2 separate regions of the Macaca mulatta genome follow, and region 1 is linked to region 2. The links are chromatin contacts, called in public Hi-C maps. All regions are on one chromosome and are shown on one strand. The core of a region is the stretch at or near the end of the contact, and the rest is flanking DNA. Distances in the headings are between cores, read along the strand shown. Region 1 has its middle 30 kb from the start of PLA2G2C. Region 2 holds the start of CAMK2N1 (calcium/calmodulin dependent protein kinase II inhibitor 1).

Region 1 (3,205 bases), core at 387-2,886, 270 kb after region 2:
GTGAAAGCAGAGCCTCCATGAAGACATGGTGCCGCCATCCCTTATTCATAGAAGCATAGACAATTGATTAGGATTGGCAGGGACTGTAAAAATGGTGTGTAGTCCACTACCTCACCAAGAGGAAACTAAGGCAAAACAGTGAGTTAGCCTAGTATTTGAGAAGGTAATTCCCTTGCCTTGTTGTTTAGGATGAAGGATGTTCTAGAGGAGCTTTTTGGTTTAATAGATCGCATGATTCCTGCTGAAGACCTCTATGAAAAGTGGGGGAACCCTGAATTCTTACAGATTAGACTGGAGACAGGGTAGACAGAAGAATATTGGCAGCCAGAGAAGGTGGGCTGTGACTCTCATGCTTCCTGAATTCCCTGACTGATCAGTGCATCTGACACTTTCCTTGGTCCCTTGTATTATAACAGCCAGACTATCCTAGCCCTCTTCTGTGAGACCTTTCCCTCACCCACTTCCCGCTTCTGCTTCCTGGGGTTTCCATGTCACCTGGTGTCTCTAGCATACTAGCCCATCTATGATCACTTTCAATTTAGGGTTCGGGGTATGCTCCCCTCAAGTTGATACAAGAATTCTAAGCTTCACTCCCTCCCATTTCTCTGATGTTGTTTGTCAAGATGGTCACAATCCAGATTCAGAGGAGTCAAATACTCATATTCTCCAACAGTTACCATCACTGATATATTTTTTTAACCAGTGCTTAACTGAGGATTAATTTTTTCCCATAGCACCCAAGAGTTTGCAGGGATTCAAGAAAAGGCAAGTATGAATGTGATGATGCTACTTTTAGAGTGAAATAGCTGGATTTGTTTTTTGTTTTCTGTTTTAGAAATGGCATCTTGCTCCAGGCTGGAGTGCAGTGGTGTGATCACATCTCATTACAACCTCAAACTCCTGGGCTCAAGTTATCCTCCCACCTCTCCCTCCCAAGTAGCTGGGACTGCAGGCATGTACCACCATGCCCGGCTAATTTGTTTTACTTTTTTGTAGAGATGGCGTCTCACTGTGTTGTCGAGGCTTGTCTTGAACTCCTGGCCTCAAGTGATCTTCCCACCTTAGCCTCCAAAAGCGCTGGGACTGCACCTGGCCCATAGCTGAGTTTGAATGGAGGTGCTCCTTTTGGCTAGTTAAACCTTTGCTTCTTTAAGTGTAAAAAGAAGGTAGTAAGAATCACATAGACTGGGTGCAGTGGCTCACGCCTGTGATCTGAGAACTTTGGGAGGCTGAGGAGAGAGGATTGCTTGAGCCCAGGAGTTTGAGACCAGCCTGGGCAACATAGCAGGACTGCATCTCCACAAATAAAATAAAATAATAAAAATATTGGCCAGGCATGGTGGCACACACCTGCAGTCCCACCTACTCAGGAGGCTGAGGTGGGAGGGGATTACTTGAGCCCAGGAGTTTGAGGCTGCAGTGAGCTGTGATCATGCCACTGCACTACAGCCTGCGTGACAGAGCCAGACCTTGCCTCAAAAAAAAAAAAAAAAAAAAAAAAAAAAAAAAAAAAAAAAAAATTAGAACACTATAGCAGTGGGCCAGGAGAGAAAGATAGGAGATGCTACCTCAGCTCCACTACATACAGACAGGTGAACAAGAAACTACGGGAGTGAGAACTTCTAAAGGGCTAAACAGAGACACCCAGAGGACACTCAGAGGAGTGCAGAAAGGGCAATTTTTATCCAGTATCTGTGCTAGCCAGAGCTAGGGTATACTATGCTGCAGAAAAAATAAGTCTGGAAACATCAGGAGCTTAATACAGCAAAAATTGATTTTTCGCTCAAGAAAAATCTGATGTGCATCACCGGGACCATGCCCCATCTGGTGACCCTGGGATTCAGTTATCTTCCATCTGGCGTTGCCACCAATAGGCAACTTCTGGGGTCACTGAGGCAGGGAAGAGAGCACTAAAAAGGCCACGCACTGGCTGTTAGATGTTGTGTCCAGAAATGACACATGTCACCTCCACTCACATTTCATTGACTAAAACTGATCACATGGCTTTGCCTCACTCCTAGATTGGAAGTTTAGAAGAGCACATGGGGTAGAGGTGACCATCAGAAGTCTCTGCCACTGTACTAATGTTAATTGAGCCCTCCCTATGTGCCAGGCACTGTTCTCAACACTGTACATGGCTGATCTCGTTTAATCCTCAATCTTATGAGGTGGTTACTAATATCTGTATTATATTGTACAGATAATGCACTGAGACCCAGAGAGGTTAGGTAACTTGCTGATGTCTCATAGCTAGTAGGTAGTGGGGTCAGGATCAAAGTCAAATAGACTTTAGGGCCTGAGTTCTTAACCTCTGCATCTGCTGCCTCTCTAATGCCATCTCTCCTGGGGGGATTTCTGTAAAATTACAGGCTAATGTAAATAAACCACCTCATATGCAGTGTCTGACATATAATAGTTCCCCACATATGGCAACTGTTTCTATTATTATTGTTGTCGTTATTGGCTACCTAAGTCCCTTCTGACTCAAGGCAGGGTATAAATAGATGACTATGTGATAAAGCTTCATTAAAATGTACCTCTTTTGTCCTGGAATCCAGGGTTGCATGGAATGTTTTCATATAATCTTGCAGAGAAGTATCAAGTAAATGCCATCATCGGGAAGGATTTTAAGCAAGTCGTGCCCATGCTGACCCGGTAATGGCATGAAAGCAAAGTCCGCATTTTAATTATCGCCCCGCCATGTCTCGTTACTGGTATCTGCAAGGTTTCTCTGAGCAAAGATACAATAGTCGTTTATTTTGTATTTGTTTTCATTAAACATTAGCACTGATCTTGACTTGTTCTGTAGGTACTTAAAACACAAATAGTGTGTTGTAAAGTGATTTCTGAACCTCTTTGCGTAGCAAAAAATATATCTGATCTTGAAGTGACTTGCCTGTCTCTTTCCTGGCGTGAGTTAATTGACATCACTCCTGCGGCTTCTCAGGAAGGCTCAGCACCTAGAGGCTGCGTGATGTGTGGGTGGTTGAACAGGTAGCACTACCCTGGAAAAAGGAGCTGTTTTGGATTCTCTAGATTTTCATAGACCAGTGAAGGTTATCCCTGAGTTTGTGGAAGGACAGGGGCAGTTAATGGTGTGCATAAACCTGTGTGATTGTGGTGGTTGGTGCCATAGCTTCTTGCCAGGTAGGAGTTGGAAGGCGAAGTCTTAGTGCTTGAGAGATATTTCTCCTTCTTCCTTAAT
Region 2 (2,776 bases), core at 239-2,738:
GGCATCCCGGGCGAGCCCGGCGTAATGAGGCGCTCCCTTCTCCTGCGGGAGGCGGGGCTGCCCCTTCTCTCTCCCCCTCCTCCTCCTGGAGGCCCCGCGGGAGCCGGAGTCCAGCGCCGTTGGGCGGGGGCGGTGGGGAGTGAGGCCTTCCAGGTCGGACTGAGCCAGGGCGGGAGAAGAGTGTGAGGCCCCAGTGGCTGGGCCCTCGGGGTCTGAATTGGGTAGCAAGTGCGGTGGGGAGGAGGGGCTCCCTGGTTTGCAGCTGGCGGGGGAGGCTGTGTTCGTGGGTCGCCCTGGAGCCCTCCGATCTTTGCCCCGCAGCATCTGCCCCCAGGGAGGTCAGCATGCTTCCGCCCTTCCCCGCGTGTGCGTCGTGGGTCCGCTCCCCTTCCGGCTCCCGCAACCCCCACTCCCCCCGAGGTCCCCTCAGGATGCAGAGCCGGCTGCGGGGCGGGCGCGCACCAGCTCCGGGCCCCGTAAACACCCGCGAGCGGGACGGCGGGGGCTGGGGGCGGGGGCAGGAAGCTAGCGGCTGCCCGGGCCGGCCGGCGCGGCCCCGTGACGTCGCTCCGCTCGCAGGGATCTCTCCCCGAGGCCCGCGGGTCCCCTCCTCCCCGCCTCCTCCCGCCCTCCTCCCCGCGCCTCGCCTCGGCGCCGCGGCCGGCATTTCTCCTCGCAGCTCGCTGCCTCCTCTATCCCTGCCTCCCTCTCCCCCCTCTGTCTTTCTCCCTTCCTTCCCTCTCCGACCCTCTTCCTCTCCCTCCCGATCCTTTCCCTCCTCCTCTCATCTTTCCCCTGTCTCTCCGTTCTAGCTCGTCCCCCACCACCTTTTCTTCTTTCTCCTCCTCTCCTTCCTCTCCCCCTCTCCTCTGTCTCCTTCCACCGTTTCCCCTGCCTCCCTGTCTTTCAGTCCCTGTTTTTCTCCCCGTCTCCCTCTCGGTTTCTCTCCCCCACCCTCCCTCTGGGTTTCCTCCCCCGGTGCCCTCCCTCCTCTCTCCCTCCCCTCCCCCTCCGCCCCTCGCAGCCCCGCGGCTCGCAGCTCCCAGTCTGCCTCCCCGAACCGGCGCCGCCGCCCGCACTCGCCGCAGGACCGGCCCGCCCGGCTCCCGGGGTGCGCCCTCCTCGGTCCCGCGCCCTCTGGGCTCGCAGGGACGCCTCCTCCCTCCCGGCTCGCGGCCCCGCCCGGCCCGGCCCCCGCCCAGAGCCCCAGCGCGCCGAGGATGTGAGTCCTGCTCGCCTCTGGCGGAGCAGCAGCCACTCGCGCGCGGAGCCGGAGCGCAGCGCAGCGCAGCCGCGGGCGCTCTCCGGGCCGCTCGCGCGGGTGCCGCGCTCTTGCCCTAGCGGCGTCCCCCGGCCTCTCGCCGGCGCCACCGCCGCAGCAGCCCGCGGGCCGTCCCCGGCCGGCCGCCCCCGGCCCCAGCGCCGCTGACCCTGTCCGCCGCGGGCGGGGACGCGGGCGGAGGAGGCGCCGCGGCGGAGCCCCCGGACGCGACCATGTCGGAGGTGCTGCCCTACGGCGACGAGAAGCTGAGCCCCTACGGCGACGGCGGCGACGTGGGCCAGATCTTCTCCTGCCGCCTGCAGGACACCAACAACTTCTTCGGCGCCGGGCAGAACAAGCGGCCGCCCAAGCTGGGCCAGATCGGCCGGAGCAAGCGGGGTGAGTTCTCGGCCCCCTTCCCTGACATCCCCTTTTTCCCGCGCGGCGGCCTGAACAAGGGTTGCGGAGGTCTCCCACCCGCTGGAACCGGTTCAGACCCGACGGAATCCCCTCCTGCAGAATTGGGGGATCCCGCACTGCGGGTCCGGCTGAAGCGGGTTCCAGGAACGCGTCCTCCTAAGCCCGATCCCCGGCTGGGTCACCCCGGGGGCGTGGCGGCTTCTAGCTGCAGCTGGGGGTCCTCACCCGCGGCAAAGTTTGCTTTTTGATTTGCGCCCCCCACCCCCGCCTTTTGCGCAGTGTAGTCGCAGCTGCGCTCTCTCCACAACCCTGGGGGGAGGGGGTCCCAGGGTCCCCCAGGGGACGGCGTGGGGACCTGCGTGGGGAGGATCCCATTCCTGCAGGGAAGGCTAGGGCGTTTGGGTCTCACGGGGTTTTCATTGTTACTTGGCCTGGGTGGGGGTTTGCCAGGCCTGGGCGATCCGCGCGAGAGCTGGAAAAGCCCCAGAGAGGCGGAGAGGCAGAGAGGCTCCGAGAGGAGCTCCAGAGGCGCGGGGACAATGAGGGGGACCGACGTCTGCCAAGAGAGACTGAGACGCAGGGATGGAGGGGAGGGGGTACGCGGGAGACCGAGGGTGGCAGAAACCGAGACAAAGCTCCCGAGAGGGGAGCTGAAGCGGGAGAGACAGAGCCGAGGACGCGCGTATGGGGAGAAAGCAGAAGCCGCCGAAACAATAAAGGCGACCGACGCCTTAGACAGGGAGACCCAGAGACCTCGATCGGCGGCCGTCGCGCCGAGGGACTGATGGAGGGACTGAGAAAGACGAGGCTAGGTGGAGACGGTGAGAGAGGCGGAAGTTACCGCGAGTGTCCCTGCCGCAGCGGGGAGCGCGGGCGGCGGAGTCCGTCGGCCGGCGATTTGGAGAGGGCGCGCAGGAGGGGGCGCCCGCCCAGGCCAGGCCCTAACTCCCACCCGCTGCGCGTCGTGGGAACCGGCTTTGGCGTCCCCTCTTGGCTCCGCGCATCTCCACACCTAGCCTTGCCCAGCGGAGCTGCGCTCGGGACTCCCCGGGGGTCCCGAGACCCAAAGACTTTGGCTCTCTCTCCTATCACAGC

Evidence for each region. A called contact is a pair of places that touch in the nucleus more often than the background predicts.
Region 1: a contact with region 2 is called in a Hi-C map of fetal cortex germinal zone, with 9 times the contacts expected there. The contact joins the enhancer-like site here to the promoter of CAMK2N1 in region 2. A contact is called at or near these places in 9 of 14 Hi-C or Micro-C datasets (CD4 T cells, blood, fetal cortex germinal zone and 5 more).

Annotation. Positions count from the first base shown.
Region 1 is chr1:220,754,920-220,758,124 of T2T-MMU8v2.0, forward strand. No RefSeq gene overlaps it. Among named protein-coding and RNA genes, the nearest start is that of PLA2G2C, 30 kb to the right of the region's middle. Within about 2 kb of position 1,637, at least 2 of the 40 cell types and tissues checked have an H3K27ac peak or open chromatin away from gene starts, as enhancers often do.
Region 2 is chr1:220,485,938-220,488,713 of T2T-MMU8v2.0, forward strand. It overlaps CAMK2N1 (calcium/calmodulin dependent protein kinase II inhibitor 1), which reads left to right and starts at 1,489. Exons shown (of 2, transcript NM_001260527.1): 1 at 1,489-1,660. The coding sequence starts at 1,495.